Regions from separate parts of the Hordeum vulgare genome. Here region 1 is linked to region 2. The links are chromatin contacts, called in public Hi-C maps. All regions are on one chromosome and are shown on one strand. Each heading gives the region's core, a stretch centred on a gene start, on an enhancer-like site or on the middle of the called end of the contact. The rest is flanking DNA. Distances are from core to core; before and after follow the strand shown.

The links. Hi-C and Micro-C count contacts between places; a contact is called where the count stands out from the background.
Region 1: a Hi-C map of leaf shows a contact between it and region 2, with 2.8 times the contacts expected there. The contact joins two enhancer-like sites. A contact is called at or near these places in 3 of 6 Hi-C or Micro-C datasets (leaf and seedling).

The regions. Positions count from the first base shown.
Region 1 is chr2H:214,027,071-214,033,074 of MorexV3_pseudomolecules_assembly, forward strand. No RefSeq gene overlaps it. Among protein-coding and RNA genes, the nearest start is that of LOC123429950, 6.8 kb to the left of the region's middle. Within about 2 kb of position 3,616, at least 3 of the 3 cell types and tissues checked have open chromatin away from gene starts, as enhancers often do. A contact at or near this core is called in leaf and seedling, where this site is marked.
Region 2 is chr2H:213,989,213-213,995,105 of MorexV3_pseudomolecules_assembly, forward strand. No RefSeq gene overlaps it. Among protein-coding and RNA genes, the nearest start is that of LOC123429950, 31 kb to the right of the region's middle. Within about 2 kb of position 3,224, at least 3 of the 3 cell types and tissues checked have open chromatin away from gene starts, as enhancers often do. A contact at or near this core is called in leaf and seedling, where this site is marked.

The sequences.
Region 1 (6,004 bases), core at 2,366-4,865, 38 kb after region 2:
CATCAACTGCATCAACGTTTGTTGTACCTGGACCTGTGGAGTTGTAATAATCTATGAGCCATGGGGACTCAACAATCTAATTGACCAAGATATTGAGTCTAATCAAGTTATTAGGTGAGGCATGGTTAAGTGTTGAGTTTACAATAGCACTAAGCATCTATTTGGTGGTTAACTTACGAGTACATGAGTAGGATGGCAATCTACACATAACGGAGGTGAATTTAACATGACCAGGAAGTGATCATGAACACCTACTTATGATTCAAACATAACGCATTCGTGTTCTCTTTCCAAACTCCCTTGAAAACAGACGGTCACGGTTACTCACAGGTTGGTGTATTTTAATTGAGTTTACTTCAAGTTTGCTATAATTGGGTGTTCAACAATTTCCAAGTTGCCACATAACCGTGGGCACGACTTCCAGAAATATTTAATCCTATAGGGGTGCTCCAACTCATCCATCACAAACGAGCCACAAGGTGCGCTCGAAAACCTCAATATCGATATAGCCCTAGTTATCCTTGAAATCCGAGTGCACAAGACATTCGAGGAGGGGAAAACAAATCCAGCAAGACCACCCGACGTGTCGACGAACCCGATAGGAGCCGTGTATCTCGTTCTCAGGACACAACCAGATGAGCGCAGTGTACGATGGCCTAATAGAAATCTATCGAGTTTCCCCGGGTTAGCCCCGCACATGACTCTAGTTTGGACCAAAACTCATGGGGAGCACTTTCCGAGGGGTTTATTAATTATCCACGGGGTAGCTAAGCCCTATGCATTTTTATTAAGTGGTTAAGAAAATGTAGTACCAATGTTGGTCCTTGCTGAAAGAATTTTATCCCAAAATGAATTATCAAGGGGGTCCCCATAACAACCCCAAACATGTTAGGACCACTCAATATGAAACATAACGCTAGTAAACGGAACTAGGGCGGCAAGGGTGGAACAAAACACTGAGAAAAAGTCCAAGCATTTCCCTTTTTACCGAGTATATATGTGCATTAAATTAAATAGCAATCATATGGTGATATCCCAAAATATCAATGTTATCAGATGGATCAACCTACACCTAAAACTAACAACGCTATAAGAAGGGCCGAGCAAGCGGTAACTTAGCTAAACAATGCTTTGCTAGGAGGTGGAGGGGTTAGAGGATTATCATGGAATTTTGGGAGGCTTGACATTCAAGTGGTAGCTATGCAGCGAGACATAACAATAGAAGCGAGACAACTAGGCATAACAAAATTAGAAACGATATCGAGGGTGGTCATCATCTGGCCTTCTGCTTCTTTAGTGGGATATTACTCTTGCTCTTCGGAAATGCCCTCAACAGGTTCCTCGTACTTGTTCTCACCAGCCTGTGCTACCCAAAAGAAATAACAATATCCAATGAACACACAACCAAGACACAATGCTCAAACAATTATGATGCATGATCACGGTGTGAATGAAACATGGCAATCCTACAGTAGTCATCTTTCTCATGCGATTATTTAGTTGTTATCTTCCTGGACAAAACCACAAGATTAATTACTTTGTTATGCATGCACATGGAAAAAATGAATGCTTCATGTGAAAATTATGCAAATGCATATGAAGAACGTTGCAATCGGAGTTATGGATCTCTCGGGGCACTCACGACAAGGTACAGAAGGAAATGATGGCAAAACAGAATTTGAGAGAAGCTATGGGAAATTTCTAGGTATCCTAAGTATGCCACTGGATTGGAAATGAAATTCTAGGTGAAATGGACCTAATGATCATGAAAAAAGTGGGTATAACTCCCACAAAGTGCAGAACAATTATGCAAGTAATCTGTCCAAAACAACATGTCATTTTGCACACATCCAAACCACAAGCTACATGAATCTAAAATGCACAAACCAGTCATGGGCAGTAGTATGTAGCATATATTTCATTTCATCGGGAGGAATCGCAGTTAAAATAGTCATGAGTCACATGGTAGGAAGCTCACATGGTACTTAGAGAAAATAAAAGGGTTTCACAATGAATGTTAACCTGAAGGCATATTGACAACAATAAAACTATATGCTACAGGGACTATCATGGCATCAAATTCTACTGCATGATAGTGGACGAGATGCACCACAAATAACTCCACATGGGGCATCATCAGAATATGCACAAAAACATGGCTAGCATCAACCCAAGATGGCAATCTAAAATAAACAGTTTCTTAAACTTGGAAAAAATAACATGGTTCAAGGAGCATCAGTTTTATCAGATTGACATGTTACACAGTAGTATTAACTATGATGCCAAACCTATACTTGGAAACTAATGGCACAACATAACATGGGATAACATGGTTTACAAAACACTTCATGGGGATGACCACAAGGGATCTGTAGATCAATGGAAATTCACATGACAACATAGCAACAATATATAAAACTTTCAGACTTAGAAATATCTTCTCCCTTCAAAACAACAATATTTTTATAACATGTTGGTAGCAAGAAACTAACAACTAGACATGGATTTCCATGGCAAACAAAAATACCAAGGGCTAGTACACATGTCAAAGGGCATATCTCATGTTCACAACTATTCCAAAAGGTGCATGGATTGAATCACACAAAATAGACAAAAGGGCATCCTAGCAAAAAATACCATGCACACAAACTTGCTCAAATGACAAAACTAATTCCACAGATGGATTCTATAGATTTTCATACCCCAAAACATATATAATATGCATATGTCTATATTAAGAAAATTCTACAAATGCAATAAGTCATCTCCTCCCTAAAATGGTAGTTGACAGAAAACACCCTTCCATATTTGGAATTGTCCAGATTTGGACTTGCCCTAACAGGAAACTTACTGAAATGGAAACTACCAGAAATGGAATAATTCCTTAAATGGCTTTACGGGATTTAAAAAGTTAAAATAATGAATTAAAGCACCAGGGCCACTTGGTAGTGACACTAAGGTGATGACACGATGACAAGTGGGTCCATGGGCCTACTGTTAGTGCCTCTACAAGGAAGGAAAGAAGGGGGAATTAAGGTGCATATCTCATGTTCACAACTATTCCAAAAGGTGCATGGATTGAATCACACAAAATAGACAAAAGGGCATCCTAGCAAAAAATACCATGCACACAAACTTGCTCAAATGACAAAACTAATTCCACACATGGATTCTGTAGATTTTTATACCCCAAAACATCTATAATAGGCATATGTCTATATTAAGAAAATGCTACAAATGCAACAAGTCATCTCCTCCCTAAAATGGTAGTTGACAAAAAAGGAACTTCCATATTTGGAATTGTCCAGATTTGGACTTGCCCTAACAGGAAACTTACTGAAATGGAAACTACCAGAAATGAAATAATTCCTTAAATGGCTTTATGAGATTTAAAAAGTTAAAATAATGAATTAAAGCACCATGGACACTTGGTAGTGACACTAAGGTGATGACACGGTGACAAGTGGGTCTATGGGCCTCCTGTTAGTACCTCTACAAGGAAGGAAAGAAGGTGGAATTAAGGTGTGCCCGGGAGTATTCAAACCCGGTTCGCCCGTGGTGGTGGAGAGGGGCGCTATCACTACACTACTTCTACTGCGCTTGCTAGGAAAAGGGATCCATTCCTTATGAACAGACCCACGTGGTGGTCCTCTTCCACCTAAGGCAGAGAAGCAGGCGACGACACCGACGAATCTTCTGGCGACCATCGGGGTGAAGGAACTACAGAGGGGTTGTGGAATACATAGGGGATCCCATTCTGAGTGGTAGGACGCGGCTACGCGGTGAGCGGAGTGGCGCTCGATCTCGAGGTCATGCTGCGGCGAGACAAAGCGGGGTGGTGGGCTAGCAGGCTAGCGAGGTGCGTGTTGTGGGACTCAGCAAGCATGAAGCGAGCAAGTTGCATGCACAAGCTAGAGCGGAGGCACACAACGCGGCTGCGGGGCCATGCAAAAGAAAATGCGTACTTGCAGAGCGCGGAGCGCACGGAGTTGGCACGGGCGCTGCACGACGTACACCTAACGAACGGTGATGGTAAGTGGAAGGTCATACACGCGGCTCACCTAGAGCTTGTCGGACATCAAGATGCGGTTGGAGATGAGTCGGAGACAACATGAGGTACGACGGAGCGCGGCGATGCTATTGGTTCGCGAAGGAGAGGAAGAAGGGCTCAGGAACGTCGTTGATCTGGGCCTTGGCTTTCCCTGGATTGTTGAGGAAGAAGAGGGTTCTGTGAGGTCTCCTTCCCATGGCTCAAGGTCTTCGGATGGATGACGAGGGGGGTCACCCCATGCTGGAACTCGAGCTCGGGAAGTTCATGGCGGGTAGGGCGTTGGCGTGAGCGTGGCTAGCTCACCTGGCGGCAGCGAGGCGAAGTGAGGGAGGGAACAAAGGAGGTAGGTCTAGGACTTTCTCGGGGACATGTTTTATAGGCGCTAGGGACATGATACGGCCATCAAATCAACGATGGTACCAACATGGACCTCCTGGATGGCTAACGTACAAAGGCCGGGGATGACAAGTCGTGCGGGAGGGCTGGTCGGGCCACACGAGGCTAGATGGGCTTCGTCATGTCGCTGCGCTGCTCCTGCTCCTGGGCCAACGAGGGGAAGGAAGCCCACGAGCGCTGACCTCTCTTTCACCCTAGGTTTTTTCCCTTTTTATTAAAAAAACAAAGATATAAAAGGAAAATTCCCACGGGTAATTGCAGCAATGTCTAGCTGGAACAAAAACACTTTTAGGACCCTGAAAATATACTCTATTTAACAAAATTGCTTTGGGCATTTTTGAGATATAAAAATAAATCAAGTTTGAATTAATTTCAAACTTGAGGCATTTTTGAATCCAACCAAAACAATCTTAAAAAGGCTGAAATTTGGAGGAGGGTTTGATGGAAAAATACAGGAGTTTTAGGACAATGGTGGACAATAAAATATGGTAGGGAGGCACACTTGGGAAAATAGAAATAAATGAGAAGAGAGAAGGGGTTTTACTGATTGCAATAATTTGAAGTATCAGCAAACAAAAAACACCACAAGATGCAAAGCACATCACCACAACATTTCACACTCAACAAAACATGATGCAAAAAATTGAAATGGATGTCATGATGCCATGATGCCAAAGTGAATGACATCAAGCTCCAGTTTTTATTAACTCAAACTAAAAGATGGCATGGCATACAAGGTTCACATATGGAAATGGTTACAAGATTTGGAAACATGCTCCTGGGCCGTTACACAAATTTTCATAGACCTTGACTCTAGTTGCAAGATTCTTTTGATTGAATTCGGCAAATGCAACCATCCATTACATACTCCTTATGTGATGAACATCTTCAAACTAAAAACTTGCATGTGAACCCCTATGTCACATCTATTCCAAGTGACAAACACCATGTTGTTTTCCAAAACACTTTATGAGTTGACACTGGACACATGATCTCACAACACAATCTCAACTAGCACCATGCACTACACTATTATTTGTTAGATGGTTTTGTATGGTTATTTACGAGTACTCTTCATACGATAAATTGTTCGGAGGGTGAAAAGTAGCTTCATCAAGCTTGTGTATGGGAATAACTTCATCAATTACCAAGATTGTTTATGTGAAGAACATCAAGTATTACCAAACAAGTTGCACTTTTTCTACAATTACACCATGTTAAGGAATGAGATGCATGTCTTGGTTAAACATGCCATGTTTTTCAAACTAGTATAAGATAGCGAGAAGTACTTGAAACTTGTTGCCATCATAAATGTTGAATACGTATTGTGTGGTGTGATGGAATGGGTTGGGATCAACCAATAGCCATGGGTTGGTAAAGGGTAGCCCTATATGGGGGAAAATGCCATCATGTGTTGGCAAGGTCATGAGTTGGCAATGTCATGTCTTGGGAGTGGTTAGCAATGTGTTTGGAAAAAGGAATGTGTGGTGACCCTGAATGGGCAAATAGTTTGGTCAGTGGACCCTATTTTTTTGAAAGACCCTGAGTTCTAATGAT
Region 2 (5,893 bases), core at 1,974-4,473:
TCGTCTGAATAATTGTGTTGATGTAAACCTTATATTATACTATGTCAGATGGCAAGTGGATACCCTACTTGTCATTCTTTGAATATGTAATGTTATGATTATCTCGCTTGCGAAACGTTTAGATATGCCACTTTCCCTTTTGGGACATCGCCCCCAAAATAGGAAAGGGCTGCATCTTAGTCGTTACAGGATCCCATCCCGAGCCCGCACTCAACCCTCGACCCGGCCGCCTTCTCCTTCAGTCGGCGCGCGGGAGGGAAATCCCCGCCTCTCGCCGCCGCCTCCTCGCTGCTGTCGGCCGCCGCACGCCATGGAGGCGCCGCCCGCCTCCTCCCTCGCCCCACCCACCTCCTCCCTCCCTCCGCCCGTCGCCCCGCCCCCGGCCCCAGCCTCGGCAAAGCCCGCGCCGGCCCAGCAGCCGACCGTCTCGAGCCAGGCGCAGGTGGTGTCGGTGGTGGCCGCCACCCACGTCGGCGCTAAGAGGCGGCATGCTGGCCAGCACGTCATCGCCCCGGCCGCCGCCTCCCTCGCCCTGCCGCAGTCGCCCGCCACCAAGGCCCGGAAGAAGAAGCCCTCCCTTGGGCCGAAGGGGGCAGCGAGGCCGAAGGTGAAGAAGACCACCTCCCGGAAGAAGCCGGCGCCCGTGCCCGCCCCGGCCGCCGCCCCTCCACCCATCGTGCATGAGGTGCTCGACGGAATGCCCGCCCCGCCGACGTCGTTCATGGGGCTTCTCCAAGACGCGGAGGTGGACATCGGGGCTCCTCCTCTCCAAGACGCGGAAAATTCTTCAAACTTATGACAAGTGGAAGTTGAGGGATCAAGAGACCGCACCCAAGAAGTCGGCAATGCTTAGGATGGATGATAGTGATGAGGAGGCAAGGAATGAGTGCAAGGCCGAGGTAAACAAGAAGGATAAGCTAAGGAAGAAGATGGAAGTAGAGGCGTCAAGCATAAGGGAGAAGATGGAACATATGATGAAGTCAAGGGAGGCATTGACAATGAAGACATTGGAGACAAAGCTTCTTATCAACGAGAAGAAAGAGGTGAAGCTTGCACAAGTGGAAGCATGGCGTGAAGAAGCCAAGCGCAAGGCCGACTTGGAGGAGAGGATGATCAAGGTCAAAGAAGAAAAGGCATGAAAAGAACTCATGGTGGAAGAGAAGGAGCACATGATGATGTCCAAAAAGGACATGGATGAAGACCAATTGATGTGGTGGAAGAAGTGTAAGGAGGACATCGCGGAGAGGAAGAGGATATTTCGTGGTGCGTCCTCTACTCTTCGAGGTGACACTCCGATCAATGGTGGTGGCGATGGCGGTGTCGAGGACTCCAACACCGACGATAATGGAGGTGTTTGATGAACGTGGAAGTGATCTAGGAGATGGCGCCGAGGTCCAACTTTTTGGTAATGGTGCCGATGAGAGGGAGAAGATGATGATTTTGTGATGTAAACTATTAAACCATGCATCGGTGATTTTCATTTCCTAGTTTGTTTCAAGGTTGATTGTGTTTTTCTTGTGATAATTGTGATATGTCAAATGACAGTTTTAAGGGTTGGGGTTCCCGCAAAGACTAGAACCCTAAAATTCAACCCTTATAACGAAATATTCTGTTATAAGGGTTTAATTTGAGGGTTCTAGTCTATTCAACCCTTATAACAAAATATTCCGTTATAAAGGTTGAATTTGAGGGTTCTAGTCTTTGTCCCTGTTTTTCAACCCTTAAAAGCGCCGAAAAATGCCAATTCTTAACCCTTATACTTGTTTCAGGTTTTAAGAATTTAAGGGCACTACTAATGATGCTCTAAGCCGCGTCAACAAGATAATCATACGTTTGCCCGTAAAAAAATCAATAATATAATCATACGCGTGCAATTATGTCAGCGATTGTGTATGCATTAGCGCATGAGCATGTCAACTTTCCTGATTGTTTGATCACATAACATCTTTACGAAAATGAAAAGATGAGTTGAACCAGCGATGCCAAGGGCAAATCCTATTTAGCACCACATGCATGGGTTATAGGCAATTTGTGCTAACCGGTGCGTGCAGCGCTTCGGCGATGGGCCGGCCCATCTAAGTGTTTTTTCCTGTAAATTTGAACGACGGTGAGATTCGAACCGGCGACCTCTCACAGAAATTTTAGTGTTGTAACCACTCCGCCACCCCAAAGCAATGTGATAGAAGTGAACTTTTTATTTCCTTTATTCTCTACTTTCCCATTTTATGTTTTCTTAGTCATTTTCCTCTTTTCCTTTTCATCCTGGTTCGTTGATTTCTTTTTGAAATATGTGTATTTTATTTTAAATTGATTATTTTGGAACTTTGATGAAATCTTTTTTAATTTGTGAACTTGTTTCCAAATTGATGAACTCTTTTTCGAATTTGGTGAACATTTTTGAAAAATCATGGACATAATTTAAAATTCGTGAACTTTTTCCAAAATCGATGAACTTTTTTTGAAATTGATTAACTTTTTTTCAAAATAAGTGAACATATTTTAAAATTCGTGAACATTTCAAAATCAATGAACTATTTTTAGAAATTTATTAACTTTTTTTGAAATCTGTGAACTTTTTTTGAAAATCGGTGAACATATTTTAAAATTTGTGAACTTTTTTAAAAATCAATAAACTATTTTTAAAAGTTGATGAACTTTTCTTTTCACAATCGATGATTTTTTATCTAATTATGTAAAATTTTATAAAATTCATGAACATATTGTAAAAATCATTTATTTTTTGCATAATGATTATCCTTTTGGAAAATCAGATTAGATGATTTTTAATTCGAAGAAATTTTAATGTACTCCCTCCATTCCTAAATATAAGTCTTTTAAGAGATTTCACTAGGTGACTACATGCAAAGCAAAATGAGTGAATATATATTCTAAAGTATGTCTACGTACATTCGTATGTAGTTCTTTAATAAAATCTCTAGAAAGACTTATATTTAGGAACGGAGGGAGTATGTTTTAAAATTCACGTTTTTAAAAAATCATGAAATTTTTTAAGGACCTACAGCAGAGCGCCAAGAGATGTTTCGTGCGCCGGCCCAGCGGGGGCGCTGCAGGCGCCAGAAGCGTGAACCGGCGCCTGCAGCGCCGTATAGGAGCTTCCGATGCCAAGTGCCAAGTCAGTTCATGGATGTTAGGAACCTCATGTCCATGGCCCGTTCCCTGACCAGCACATAGGCTGGGCCCAACTACGTGCCACCTCAGGCCGCTGAATGCGCGTGAGGGACCTCCTATTGGACGCATTCTGCTTCCAATAGGGTTCCCTAGCACAAGCAAGCAACTGGGCCGCCGGCCCCAGCAAGGCGACTGGCTGGCCCAGGTAACCAGCTCGTTTTTCTCCGCTTTTTATTTATTTATTTTCCATTTATCTTTTTTGGCTTATTTTTTATTTTCTTTTGTGTTTCAGTTCCTCTTTTTCCTAAAAGGTTTTATGTTTTAATTTTCTTACTTTCTGAAACATGAACTTTTCGAAGAAATTCCAAAAATCTGTTGTATTTACACATAAAAATTATAAATGGAATTGTTTTTGAATTTCTGAAGAATTTCCAAAAATCTTAAAACACAACAAGTTTGAAAACAGGAGCAACTTAAATCATAGGACTTTTTTTAGAAATGCATTTTTAAATATTTACAAACAATTTTTGAAGCGGGAACATTTATAAAACTTATGTATACTTTTTGAAACATGAACTTTTTTGAACTTACGTACATTTGATTTAAACGTTAAACATATTTTAGAAAATGGAGAACATTTTATAAAATTCCTGAACTTTTTTAAATCATGAACAACTTTTCAATTTTTAGAATTGATAACCAAAATTTTGAAAAAGAGAAACATTTTGTGTAAAACAAGAACATTTTTTATAAAAGTGTGAAAAAAAGAACATTTTTTTTTAAAATTCGCCTAATTTATGAAAAAGACTTTTTTGAATTATGTAAACAAGTTTTGAAGGGGGGTTTGTTTTGAACTTATGTACACTTTTCGAAACACGGACATTTTTTGAACTGACGTACACTTTTTGAAAAGGAAAATATTATTTAGAACAAGTAGAACAGTTTTAAAAGTTCTCAGACATTTTAAAATCTTGAACATTTTTAGAATTTGTGAAAAAAATTGGAACAAGTTCTCAATTTGTGAACAAATTTTAGAAAAGAGACATTTTTCTTATAACAGTAACATTTTTTATAAAAATGTGAAAACAAGAGCATTTTTTGAAAATTGTGACAAATTTCTGAAAAAGAAACATTTTATAAATTTTGTATACAACTTTTGAAGCGGGAACATTTTTTCAACCTATGTACACTTTTTGAAACATGAACATTTTTTCAACTTACTTACATTTTTTGAACAGCTAAATATATTTAAATATATAAAGAACAGTTTTTTAAATTACTGAACATTTTTATAATAGGTGAACCAAATTTGAACAACTTTTCAATTGTTAAACAAAATCCTAAAAAGAGAAACATTTTATGTTAAACAGGAACTTTTTTTATAAAAGTGTGAAAACAAGAACATTTCTTAAAATATCGACCAATTTATGAAAAAAGAACATTTTTTGAAATTTGTAAACAATATTTGAAGCGGGATCATTTTTTAATCTTATATACACTTTTTGAAAAACGGACATTTTTTGAACTCACTTACACTTTTTGAAAAGGCAACCATTTTTTAGAAAAATAAGATCAAAAATAATTCCCAAACATTTTCTAATCACGAACATTTTTAGAATCGGCGAACCAATTGGAACAAGTTTTCAATTTTTGAACAAATTTTTAAAAAGAGGCATTTTTCATATAACAGTAATATTTTTTATAAATATGTGGAAACTAGATTTTTTTTGAAAATTGTGACCAATTTATGAAAAAAGAAACATTTTCTAAAATCTCTAATGAAATTTTGAAGTGTTAAAAAATATTCAACTTATGTCCACTTTTTGAAACACAAACATTTTTTGAAAATTAAAACATATTTAGAAAATGAAGAACATTTTTTAAATTTCACGAACATTTTCAAATCATGAACTTTTTTAGAATTGGTGAAAAGAATTTGAAAACGTTTTCAGTTTACGAACAAAAATTATAGAAGAGGAACATTTTTCATAAAACAGGAACATCTTTTTAAAAGTTTGAAAGCAAGAACATTTTTCAAAAACTCTGACAAACTTATGATTTTTTTTTTGAAAATACCTGCAGTTTTTTTAATATGAGAACAGTTTTTGAAATACGAACATTTTTTCAAAATAAACACATTTTTGGAAGAAAAAAAAAGGAAAACTTGTTAAGATTTAAAGAGATGAAAAAAAGGAAACATAGAAAAAAAATTAAAGAGAAACAAAAAACGAAAAAAGAAAAAAAATGGAAAAAACGAAACACAAAAAGGAGAAAAAAGCATAAAACGAAACTGCGTGCTGAGGGAGATGGGCCGAGCCAGTTAATCTCGCCCCTGTGCGTTTGCCCGACTATTTGACGCAAAGAGCGTCAAATAGGTTTTCCTCCGCGGAAGATCACGGCACGGACGACGGCTTCCTGCTTTTCCAATCAGTGTAACCGAAGATTGTAACCCGAATCAGTGCTAGATAATAGTAAATCGAGAGTGCCTACTACTGGTTTCCTAACACCTCGTATTCAGAACCAGGCCAGGAGGTGGGGGAGAATCTGTTCGTGTTCACTTTCAACTAGGAATCGGGGAAGAGGAGGGCATTGGAGGTGGGGAGAATCTGTTTGTGTTCACTTTCAACCAGGAATCGGGGAAGAGGAGGGCGTTGGAGGATGGCCCTTGGATGTTTGAGAAGGACCTGATGGTGGTGGAGGATTACGACCCGGGGAAGAGGCTGGAGGATTATGACTTCAACAAGACACCTATCTGGGTGAGAAT